3 separate regions of the Sus scrofa genome follow, and regions 1 and 3 are each linked to region 2. A link is a contact called in public Hi-C and HiChIP or PLAC-seq data. All regions are on one chromosome and are shown on one strand. The core of a region is the stretch at or near the end of the contact, and the rest is flanking DNA. Distances in the headings are between cores, read along the strand shown.

Region 1 (3,639 bases), core at 683-3,182, 140 kb after region 2:
CTCCATGTGCCTCGGGTGAGGTCCTAAAAAGACACACACACACACACACACACACACACACACACACACACACACACAGGCATGGTACATTAAATCATTGGCCATTAGTGATCAAGTCAATCTCCAGCCCCTCTCTCAGGAGTTTGGGGGGCGGTGGTGAGGCTGAAATTTCCAAACTTCTAATCACATGATTGGTTCCCCTGGCAACCAACTCCATCCAAAGGGGCTTTCCAAAAGTCACCTCATTAACATAAACTCAGGTGTAGTTGAAAGGAACTTTTTATGAAAAACTCATTTCACATTTTTTGTTTGTTTTTGGCCACATCTGAGGCGTGTGGATGTTCCCAGGGCAGGGATTGAACAGGCATCACAGCAGTAACCTGAGATGCTGCAGTAACAACACCAGATCCTTAACCTGCTGTGCCACAGGGAACTCCTCATTTCAATTCTGAATGGCTCTGAAGCTATTTTGGAAACTGAGGGCAAACTAAACATTATAGCAAAAGATGCCCTTATGGCTCTTATGTGGGTAAACCAGGGCTTTAGGAGTTCTGCATCATGAACAGGGGAAGGAGACCAAATATATAATTTGTTCTTCCCTTTTTAGGGCTGCACCTGCAGCTTATGGAAGTTCCCAGGCTAAGGGTTGAATTAGAGCTACAGCTGCCTGCCTATGCCACAGCCACAGCAATACCTGATCTGAGCTGTATCTTTGACCTCTGCCACAGCTCGTGACAATGCCAGATCCTTAACCCACTGAGTGGGGCCAGGGATCAAACCCGCTCCCTCATGGATGGATACTAGTCAAGTTCTTAAGCCACTGAGCCACAATGGAAACTCCTATAATGCTTATTATAAACCACAATATCGGAGTTCCTGTTGTGGATCAGCAAAAACAAACCCGACTAGTATCCATGTGGACATGGGTTCAATCTTTGGCCCTGCTCAGTGGGTTAAGGAATCGGTGTTGCTGTGAGCTGTGGTGTAGGTCGCAGATGCGGCTCGGATCCAGTGTTGCTATGGCTGTGGTGTAGGCCGGCAGCTGTTGCTCCGATTCGACCCCTAGCCTGGGAACTTCCATATGCCACAGGTGCAGCCCTAAAAAGCAAAAATAAAATAAATACAATACAATAAAAATAAATAAAATAAAATATTTTTTAAAAACCCACGATATCACAGCAAGCCACTTGTGTGGCTTTAGATTTTTTAGTAGCCACATTCTCAACAGTAAAAAGAAACTGGAGAACTTAATTTTAGCAGCATATTTTATTTAACCCAATTTATCCAAAATATTATTATTATACATGTAATCAATACACAAATATCAGTGAGATAGTTTACATTCTTTTTCCTACCAAGCCTTCCAGCCTTCCAGCACATCTCAGTTTGCACTGGCCACATTTCAGGATTTCATAGCAACACGTGGCTGGGTGGCTACCAGTCTGGACAGCGCAGGCTTAGAGCCTCCCCCGCTGTCCCTGAGGCCATCAAGAGACTGTTTACTGCTGTATCCCAGTGCCCGGCACATAATAAGGCTCCCAGTGATCTGCCATATGTGAGCTGGAATCATCTCCCCTCTGAGCCAACTGGTACTATTGTGAAGGTTCACGTGAAGTATGTTAGGTTCTCCTGCTCAGGGATGGTTGCTGTTCTTACTTCCTCAAAGTCAACTGAAGGGCGGCAGGCCAAGGCTTACTCTCTGTCTTTCTCTTGGGAGCTCTTTTCTAAAATTACCAAGCGCAAGCTGGATTCCAGAGCTGGCAGAAGCCTTAGGGTAAAACTCTAGAGCAACAAACGAAAGAGCGGGAACATCTAATGCAGGCCCTTGGTTTCTGTTCCCCTTGACAGCTCGAGGCCCCGCCCACCCCAGCCCCTGATCGGCGCCCAGCGGAACTACAGCCCCCATGATGCAGCGCGTGTCCTCGCGTGTGCGTCATCGGTTTGGGACGCCAGGGCGGTGAATAAACGAGTTGAGATGCTTCTCCAGGCGCTGAGCCAGAGGACCCCCTGACCCATAGGAACTAGTAGGGTCGAACACGCTGAGCTCAGAGTCCCCGGACTCACCGAGGTCAGAACGGCGAACCTGAGGCGGCTGGTGACTCGCGCGCCCTTCTCCTCCCGCCTGTCCCCGGGGTGGCGCTTGTTGGTGACGTCGGGGGTATGATGGCTGACAGGAGGCCGGGAAGGTGAAGGTGAGAGGGCGAGCACACTGGGCGGTGGGCCGGGGCCAGCCCAGCCCGGCGAGTCTTGAGTAGCCTGGCGTGCGCCAGTGGGACACCAGGTTCCCGGGGGCTCCGAATCCGGGCTGGCAGGCGCCCCCACGCTCCAGCCTCGCCGCCGGGCTCTCCGCGGCCCAGAGAGGAGGGGGCGGGACGCTGGACTGGGGGGGGGGAATCCCTGAGGCTACTTGTCACCCTTTGCTTGCTCACTCTTCACCGCCGCATTCCACCCCAACCCTTTCCCCATTTCTCATCCAGTTCTCTGTATTTGCCGGCACGTATTCAGCGCATGATAGGTGCCCACGTTCATCACTGTAGGTGCCCTGCTCCGACTTCCCCAAATTTGGGCACTTATTGCTCTCGCACAGTCGTCTCTTTACTTGTTTGGCTTCTAAATGAACGGTAAGCTCCGTTTGAAGGCAGGGACTGTTTTTTTATCCATCCCTAACTTTAATGCCTGGCACAAACACACACAGACGCAAGGCAGACAGAAGATGCCGAATAATTAGCTGCTTGGATCATGAGGCCAAAACTGCCATTCCCCTCTATTGTAAGTCTGTGTTGCCCTGTTCCTTTAATTCCTTTATTTTCTCTCTTTTCCTCCTCCCATTAGGGGCTCTGTCACCCTTTCCCTCTCCAAGGGTGGGGTGAGACAGATGCACCTAATAGAAAGCAAGGGAGCTTTGCAGTCACCAGGAGGGAGTATCTCAGTTGCAGCTTGGCCACTTAACTAGCATAACTCTTTGCACCACAGAATTGAGAATTAAGACATTTTACAGCATCTGGCAGGTGGAGGCTTTCAATAAGTTGCACTTCTGTGTCTCAACTCCACCCTCCCATCTCTAGTCCTCCATTCCACAGTCCTCAGCCCAGTCCCTGTCCTTGTTCTGCCCACTCCTCGCGCCTCTGGCTGTGCCTTTGCCAGGGTCCCTGCTTCTCCCCAGCACATGGCTGAACACGTGTTTGTGCACACCTAGGCTTGGCCCCACACCTGCGTGTTGTGTTTTTCCTCAGGGAACTTCCTCACATACCACGCCAGTGCCTCAATGAGTAAGCTTCCCTCGGGGATGAGTTTGCTTGGCTTTTCAACTTGGTTAGACTTGTTTGGCACCAGTTTTTAGTTTTTGTTTTTTTTCTTTTTTGCTGCCTGTTGACCTGTACCTTTTCTTTTCCAACAAGTCAGAATTGGAGTCAACGCAATCAGCAGCCAACCTCAACGTGAGATAGGACAGAGGAGAACTCAAATTCTTTTCGTCTTTTTGACTCTAGCCGCGTCCATGATGCCTACCCTGTGAAGTTCTCTCACCATCCAAAAAGTAAGTGGTGGGTGTGACATCTGGCATGCTGCTCTGGGTGGAGTGGAAAGGGGGTGCTCTGATTCAGCGGCAAGTCTCAGATGGGGTCATCTTTGCACAGATCC
Region 2 (4,121 bases), core at 1,379-3,878:
ACTGCCCAGCTGGGAGGCACTTGGCTTTTGGACGGTCCATTTCTGCTAGTTTAGACTCAGACCCCAGACCTCTGGGGAAGAATCCGAGGAAACTTCCCCAGCGGGTGTGTCCGACTGGGCGGAGCTGTGACAAAGGAAAAGCTCAGAGCTGTAGCTGGGCCGAGCCCGTGCAAGGGGGCGGGGGCAGGGCTTCCAGGCCAGCGGGAGGGCTGAGGCTCTAGTGGTCGAAGGCGGATGGAAGGAGGGGGATGCAGGGCTGGAGGCAGCCGGGTTTGGGCGGAGATGGAGCTACAGACAGATGTGCACTGGATCACTCTCCAGAGAAGGAATGGCTCAGCCACGGAAACGCCTCCTGCTAGTGCGTTTCTATGTACACAGGATGGAAGGGGTGGGGGTTTGACAAAGCAGCCAGATTTCTCCTGAGTGTGTGCTTCTCCAAAAAGACCATGGATTAGACTTGACATTGGCTGGGTTCCAAAAGTAGCCAGACCCAAGTTCAGTCAGAGCATGGATTTATGTCCAACTCAGAACAAAGGCTGTCCAGTCTGTGCCTGCCTTCCAGGCTGTTCTTATACACACCACTGAAGTCAAAGTAATTAGAGTGACGACAGAGCCACCAGAGTCGAAGCCCTGAACCATGGCAACCACAGGCAGGCCAACAGAGGGCACAGTGCCACTGGGCAGTTTGGTGGGGAAAATAAAGACAGAAACTTTCTAAGGAAACGCTACTCTTGTACAGGAAGGTGCAAGCACATAGCAGTGAAAACCCAGGGGATGGGGACATGGAGCACTAGAGGGACAACCAGGCCAGGTTCATGCCTTTCAGGAAATGTCCACTGCTAAGCCAGTGTTGTTAACCATTTTGGGGTCCTAGACTCTCGAGAAACAGGTAAGATCAATTGCTCCTCTCCCCTAAAACACACAACAAGTGCACATAACACACACTGGTCCCTCCAAAGTCAAGGAGTTGAGGGAGTTCCCACTGCAGCAAGTAGGTTAAGGACCTGGTGTTGTCACAGCTGGGGTGTATGTAGGTCACAGCTGCAACTCAGATTTGATGCCTGGCCCAGCGTGCCACAGGCTCCACCAAAAAAAAAAAAAAAAAAAAAAAAAAGTCAAAGAGTTGAGCCCAGACCACGCTTTCCATCCCTAGGGAAGCCCATTTTGATTCTGACCTAAAACTCCAGTTTCTCCATGGGGATTAATGTCAAGAATGAGAAAGGGGAGAGCCTCAAGATCAGCCTAGGCTGGTCTTTCTCTGGAATTCAAGAGAGTGCCTCATTAATTGCTGGAACAAACCAAGAAAGGGGAAGGAGGCTGAACCACAGACAAATCAGAGCCATGGACAAACTATCTATCTGCTCTTTGTTCAATAAGGACTTACCTCATTCCTAGCATGCACTAGCCTTCTTTCAACCTTTTTTGTGTGCTACCACCTACCCATTTCAAGCTAGGGTCCCATCGCACCCAGGGCTGCAATTGTGGGCTCACAGGTTTGCCTGCGCTCCCTCTTCCCAGTTCTCTGAGACCAGGGCAGGGTATTCTGTCCATGGTATCCCAGTGCCTGGCATATGGCACTAACAGCCAGCACTCCTGAGCACCGACCCACCAGGCACTGTCACTCTGTTCTCAGAATAATCCTTTACCATCTGCTGAGCACTTACTTAATCAGTGCCGAGCACGGGGCAGTGGGGAAATACGGAGGCCACCACTCCCAGAAAGGTCGGGTGGGCACCCGTGCGCAGCCCGATGCAGTGGACGCCGGAAACAGGGCCAGCGGACCACCGCTCTTCTCCAGGCGCTCGGCGGGGAACCGGCGAAGAGTCTTTGGCGCCCGGGTGGCTCGGGGGCAGTGGATCGATTCACCGGGTCACCGGCTCATGGTCGGGGTGAAGAAATGAAGGCCCAGGCCCAGTCCGGCACGGGGACACCCCGACTCAGGGCCGCCTCCGACCAGGCCGGGGAGGAAAGTGAGTCTTCGCTTCGCTGCTGGGGGTCGTGCAGGAGGCAGCCATTAAGGATTACATTACTCTCTCGGAGGACGAGCGAGGAGGGGGCGGGCCGGCCGCTATCGCTCGCTGCCCACAGGCAAGAGCCCGCCCCCGGGTGGGTGGTCCCCAACTCCTTGGTCTCCTTCCCTGGCAACCCCGCGACTCGCTGTCACTCACCCTCTGGTCGCGGATGACTCGGAAAGCGTGCCCGCCGCAGCTGCGTGGACGCTGCGGGGCCCGCCGGAGGAGGGGGCGGGGCACGAGTGGGGGGCGCGGCGCAGGTGTCAGGTTGCTAAGGGAGGTGCAAGCAGAGGGCGGAAACCACCGGCCCAGGCGCCCGGAAGCCCCGCCCCCAGCATGGCCGCGCCCAGAAGTCTCTTTGGAAGCCGTCCCTCCGCCGTCATGTGACGCGAGCCCTCGCCCCACCCGTTTGCAGCCACTCCCAGTCTCCGTCCCCAAGCACGAGAGGGCCACGTGACACTCCCGGAGCCAGTCACGTGAGGCGCGGATCCTGGGCGGGAGGGGGTTGCCAGAGGGGTCCAGGGTGGCAGTAAAGGAGGAAGATGGCGGGGTGCAGGGGGTCCCTCTGCTGCTGCTGCAGGTGGTGCTGCTGTTGTGGTGAGCGTGAGACCCGCACTCCCGAGGAGCTGGTGAGGAGCTGGCGGAGCGGGGCTGGGCAGGGGGCGGTTGCTAAGGGACCGGGGAGAGGCGTTGCCGGGGGTGGGGCCGGGCCGAACATGGACCGCAGGTGGCAGCGGGTGGGGCGTGGGGACAACAGCCTGGGCTCTGGAAGCATCTGCCGGGCTTCACGCGTACAAGTCTGGGCTTTTTTTTTTGTGTGTGTGTGTGTGTGATCATAACCCCTGCCTAGAATCTGAGGGAGAATCCAGGCCTGCACCAGTGCATCCCGTCCTCATATGCTTTTATTTCCATCTGAAAGGAGTTTTGAATGAAACAAGCGTTTTCAGAAGGAGCTCCTCCGCTGGAGTTTGTGCAGATCATGCAGCTGAGATTCTCCAGCCCTTTCTCTATTTCCTCACCTTTTCTGGGTCACTGATATTCCAGCTTCCATCTGCAAAGCACTCTGGGAAAACTTGAGTTATGTCCCCAGAGTTGACAAGTCCCTCCTGGTTTCAGACTTGGCATGCTGTCAGGTGGAACCTGAATATTTTCCACCTTAAGCTGGCAAGGGACATCTCTGAAGTGTCCTGAAGACGAGTGATTATTTGGAGAATGTTCTGTAGGGATGAAGAGCTCAGTTGGATGAGGGTAGATCCCCACCCATGGGTAGAACCCTACCCGCTCCACCCCCATCCCAAAAGGTTGTTTTTCCGTCTAGTTCCCATTTGAAAATGACTTCAGATGACTTAGAAACTAGCAGTTGATTTCAGTACATATTTCTGCCTCATTCCAATTTTTTTTTTTTTTTTTGCCTCATTCCTCTTTAAAAACCATTAAGGAGTTCCCATCATGGCTCAGTGGTTAACGAACCTGACTGGTGTCCATGAGGACATGGGTTCGATCCCTGGTCTCACTCAGTGGGTTAAGGATCCTGCCTTGCTGTGGCTGTGATGTAGGCCGGCAGCTACAGCTCCGATTCTGCCCCTAGCCTGGGAACCTCCATATGCCTCAGGTGTGGCCCTGAAGAGACAAAAAGACAAAAAAAAAAAAAAATTAAGAGGGTCTTCCTTCTGTGGATCTGTTCTTCTAGACCATCCTTGGAGAAACACAGGAAGAGGAGGATGAGATCCTTCCAAGGAAAGACTATGAGGTAAGATTCTTAGATGCTGTCTTGGGTACCAAAAGTAGTGAGTGACCTGCTCACTTCAGACCCAAGCATTAGGATTCCAACCAGAGATGCTCTTTGACCTTTTCTCCCAGGAGATGAGTAGGTAAGAGGTAACTTCTTTGTGGAAAGGAGACTGTTTAAAAAGCCCTTTTCTCACCTCAACCCCAAGCAGGGTCTGAGTGTGTCTCCATGTTTTCGTGGATCTGTGGTACCTTAATCTGGGTAGAGTATGTGTTTGCTATTAGATGTTTTCTTTTACAACCTGCAGAGACCCAGAGTCAAAGCCACTGAGTGTGTGCTCCTAACACGTGAGGACAAGAAGACTTTGCTTCTCTTCTGAG
Region 3 (3,989 bases), core at 173-2,672, 180 kb after region 2:
TCGCTCAGTGGGTTAAGGATCTGGCAATGCCATGAGCTGTGGTGTAGGTTGCAGATGCGGCTTGGGTCCCACGTTGCTGTGGCTGTGGTGTAGGCCGGTAGCTACAGCTCCGATTGGACCCCTAGCCTGGGAACCTCCACATGCTGTGGGAGCGGCCCTAGAAAAGGCAAAAAGACAAAAAAAAAAAAAAAAAAAGGTTTGTCTTTTCTGGACATTTCACGTAACAAGAATCATTTAATATGTTTTTTTAGTATGTATGGCTTCTTTCACTTAGTGTAATGTTTGAGGCTCATCCACGTGGTAGCCTGGGTCAGTATTCCAGTCCTTTTTCTTGCCAAGTAGTTTCCACTGTCTGGATAGCTTTTTTAGTTTGTCCATTTATGAGTTGATGGACATTTGGGTTATTTCTCCTTTTTTGTGGCTATTAGGAATAATGCTGCCAGGAACATTCTTGTACAAGTCATTGTGTGGACACATTTTCATTTCTCTTGTGTAGATAGCTAGCAATGTAATTGCTGGGTCATACGGTCAATTTAAATTTATTTGTCTTTTTTTTTTTGGTCTTTTTGCCTTTTCTAGGGCCGCTTCTCGCGGCATATGGAGGTTCCCAGGCTAGGGCCACAGCAACACAGGATCCGAACCGCGTCTGCGGCCGACACCACAGCTCAGGGCAACGCCGGATCCTTAACCCACTGAGCGAGGTCAGGGATCGAACCTGAAACCTCATGGTTCCTAGTCGGATTCGTTAACCACTGAGCCACGACGGGAAGTCCCAATAATGCCCACCTTAAAGCACATTTATGAGGCTGGCATGCACTGGGATATGGACAATACCTGGTGAAAAGTAGGCATTCCCTATAAACTTGCCCATATTTTACAGACTGAGTCTTAAGTTATCCGTGTTCATATCTTACCCACTGTCTCCACTCGCCATGCTCCAGGCAAGGACCTCATCCCGGTGTTTAGTGCAGTGCCCCTTGGCACAAAATAGGCACAAACATTCGAAAGAAAGTATGGAAATCATGCGTCTCTAGCCGCCGCCTACCCTCCCGCTCGGAGTTGCATCGTTTGGCTCTGGAACGCAGACAGATCCAGACTCTGAAACTGCCGCCACTGAACACCAACTAGCCCGCGGCCTAGTCCTGACCAATGGGAGCTCGCCTCCCCAGGGGCCCGCCCCATTCTGACCTTCGATCGCTTGTACCCGACCTAGGAAGTCGACCAATTAGCTGTTGAGCTCCGTTGTTATCCCCGCCCCAATGTTGAAACTGCTGCTTCTGAAGGCGAAGTTACATTCGCGGGAGCGTCCCGCCTTCCCGCATCTGACCAATCAGGGAGGCCAGATAGGGCCCCGCCCCGGCCGGTGACGCATGGGGTGGGCGGGGCACAGCTCCCGGCCGCGCTGGCTGCTACTGGCTGGGCGTTGCCCGCGTTTCCTGGCGGTGAGTGCCGGGGCGGCAGGGTCAGGGATGCGGAGGAACGGCTCAGTTGGTTGCCCTCCGTTCGTCCTCATGGAGGGGCCGGGGCCCGCGATGGGAAAGAAGAGGGAGGCTGTCTCCCTCTTCCCAGTGTCCCGCTCCTGAGTTCTCCGGCACCACCTCTGGTACTCTTGCTGCCCGGTTTTCCTTTTGAATGTGGCCTTCCGGTTGCGGTGGCACAGCTTTAGCTCTCCAGAACGCGGCCGGAGCTGGAGGAGGGCAGATAGGCTGTTCTCTTTAACCCCGTGCGAAAACGGAGACCCTTGAGTATAGGTCTAGCCCAGAAACACTTGGTCAGATAAGGGTGGGGGCCGGGACTCCTGGTCCTGGGAATCAGGCTGTTTGCTCCCCTTGTCTGCACTCCGGCGGAGTGGTCTCCTCGAATCTCCACTGCCCCCCACTTAACTGCACGGGTATAGGTGGGGGCGGGTCCAGTGTAGTCTGGCTTCTCTGCTCCGGGCAGGGCTGGTTTCTGAGAGTAGGGGATCTGACTGAATCCAGTGTTAGAAAGGAATAACGTGTACTGGGGGGAGACTGGGTTTCTGGTTGGAGGAGTCTGGGCTTGAGGCTCAGAGGGAAGAGGAAGCCCCTTCCCCTAGCTTGCAGAAATCTTTTCCGGATTAGGGTGTATCCCTGAGCCTGGATGGGGTGAGGGGGGAGGCAGCTTCCACACTCCTGGGGAAAGAAAGGCTGGAGCCAGATTTGGATTCAAAATCTGACTTTGGCACTTACTAGCTGTGTGACTTGGGCCAAATTGCTTAACTCCTCTGAACTTTGGTTTCTTCATTTGTAAAAATAAAAGGAGGGAGTTCCCGTCATGGCTCAGTGGAAATGAATCTGACTAGCATCCATGAGGACTTAGGTTCAATCTCTGGCCTTGCTCAGTGGGTTAAGGATCCCACGTTTCTGTGAGCTGTGGTGTAGGTTGAAGACATGGCTTGGATCCTGTATTGCTGTGGTTGTGGTGTAGGCCGGCAGCTACAGCTCTGATTCGACCCCTAGCCTGGGAACCTCCATATGCCGCAGGTACGGCCCTAAAAATGCAAAAAAAAAAAAAAAAAAAAAAAAAAAGGAAGAAGAAAGCAGGGTAGGAGAGAGGAAAGAGTCCCTTCTGAAGTCTGATTTGTGTTAAATCCAAAAGTTATAATGCTTGGAGTTCCTTCTTTGGTGCAACGGGATCTGAGGCGTCTCTGCACCACCAGGACACAGGTTTGATCCTCCACTCGGCACAGGGGTTAAAGGATCCAGTGTTGCCCCAGCTTCATTGTAGGTCGCAACTGTGTCTTAGATCTGATCCTTGGCTGGGTAGCTTCCATAGGCTGGGAAGTGGCTAAAAAAGAAAAAAAAAGAAAAAGCTTTAATGCTTTATTTACATTTGTGGGCTTGCCCTAATTGTCTTAGATAACTAGTTATGGGAGTTCCCTGGTGGCCTGGTAGTTAAAGGATCTGGTATTATCACAGCTGTGGCTCAGATCACTGCTGTGGCGCAGGTTCCATCCCTGGCATGGGAACTTCCCCATGCCTCGGGCACAGCCACAAACAAACAAACAAACACTTGTAGTTAAGGTCGTTGCAGGTTCCATCCCTGGCATGGGAACTTCCCCATGCCTTGGGCACAGCCACAAACAAACAAACAAACAAACAAACATGTGTAGTTAAGGTCGTTAAAAGGGGATTGTTCTCTTTTGACATGTTAGGAAACATCCTGGCCAGTTTAATCATAACAGCCATTTATTGAGTGCTTTCTGTGTCCCAAGCACTGTACTAAGATTTAATATGCATTACCTCTTTTCATCCTTACAACAACTTTATGATGTTAGATGCTGCTACTTTCCGTTTGGCAGTTAAGGAAACCAAAGCCCAGAGAGGTTAAATAACTTGTCTGAGGTGGCACAATAAGGGAGTATCAGAGGAGGGATTTGAACCCAGGCCTCTGGCTCCTCTGGGTAGCCTCCTTAGCACTATACCATGCTGTCTGTCTTGGCTTCAGGTGAGAGAACCCAGCCGTGAGGACGCTTTGTGACCTGGGAGCCTGTGACACCTGCCGTGGGAAGCCAGCCGATAACGCCCAGGATGGTGGAGACCAGGGACCTGGTGCAGCTGCGGCAGCTCAACCTGGAGCTCCTGAGGCAGCTGCGGGCCGGGCAGGATGCCGTGCGACGGGCTGTGGCCAAGGCAGCCTCAGAGGTGAGCACCTTGGCCAAGTCCCTGGGCAAGGGAGAATCCAGCCCTTTGGGGTCTTACAGGGTGTCCATTTTACTGATGAGAAAAACTGAGGCCTGGTGTGGGACGGGACTGGCCTGGGACCCTGCAGAGGCTGGAGCAAGGATGACGACCAGGCCTTTGTGCCTGGTGCAGGCCATCTGGCTGTGTACCTGGGCGACCTGGCCTCTCTATTCCAGTCAAGCCAGGACCCCTGCAGCAGCAGCGACTCAGAGATACCATCCTCCCAGGAGACGTCAGTAGCCTTCAGGGTGGCCTGCCCACAGGATGCCAACCAGAGTGACCCCT

The links. Hi-C and Micro-C count contacts between places; a contact is called where the count stands out from the background. HiChIP or PLAC-seq counts read pairs in DNA pulled down with a chosen protein or histone mark.
Region 1: a contact with region 2 is called in an H3K27ac HiChIP or PLAC-seq map of alveolar macrophages. The contact joins the promoter of MFN2 here to the promoter of MTHFR in region 2. A contact is called at or near these places in 2 of 47 Hi-C or Micro-C datasets (heart right ventricle and skeletal muscle) and 1 of 2 datasets of contacts at active chromatin or transcription factors (alveolar macrophages).
Region 3: a contact with region 2 is called in a Hi-C map of liver, with 4 times the contacts expected there. The contact joins the promoter of MIIP here to the promoter of MTHFR in region 2. A contact is called at or near these places in 2 of 47 Hi-C or Micro-C datasets (heart right ventricle and liver) and 1 of 2 datasets of contacts at active chromatin or transcription factors (alveolar macrophages).

Annotation. Positions count from the first base shown.
Region 1 is chr6:72,024,580-72,028,218 of Sscrofa11.1, forward strand. MFN2 (mitofusin-2) reads left to right here and starts at 1,933. Exons shown (of 19, transcript XM_021095349.1): 1 at 1,933-2,192; 2 at 3,403-3,535.
Region 2 is chr6:71,879,490-71,883,610 of Sscrofa11.1, forward strand. MTHFR (methylenetetrahydrofolate reductase) reads right to left here and starts at 2,629. Exons shown (of 12, transcript XM_003127574.4): 1 at 1,665-2,629. CLCN6 (chloride transport protein 6) reads left to right here and starts at 2,423. Exons shown (of 24, transcript XM_005664997.3): 1 at 2,423-2,641; 2 at 3,703-3,762. The coding sequence starts at 2,555.
Region 3 is chr6:72,063,276-72,067,264 of Sscrofa11.1, forward strand. It overlaps MIIP (migration and invasion inhibitory protein), which reads left to right and starts at 1,423. Exons shown (of 10, transcript NM_001244704.1): 1 at 1,423-1,603; 2 at 3,469-3,665; 3 at 3,881-3,989. The coding sequence starts at 3,552.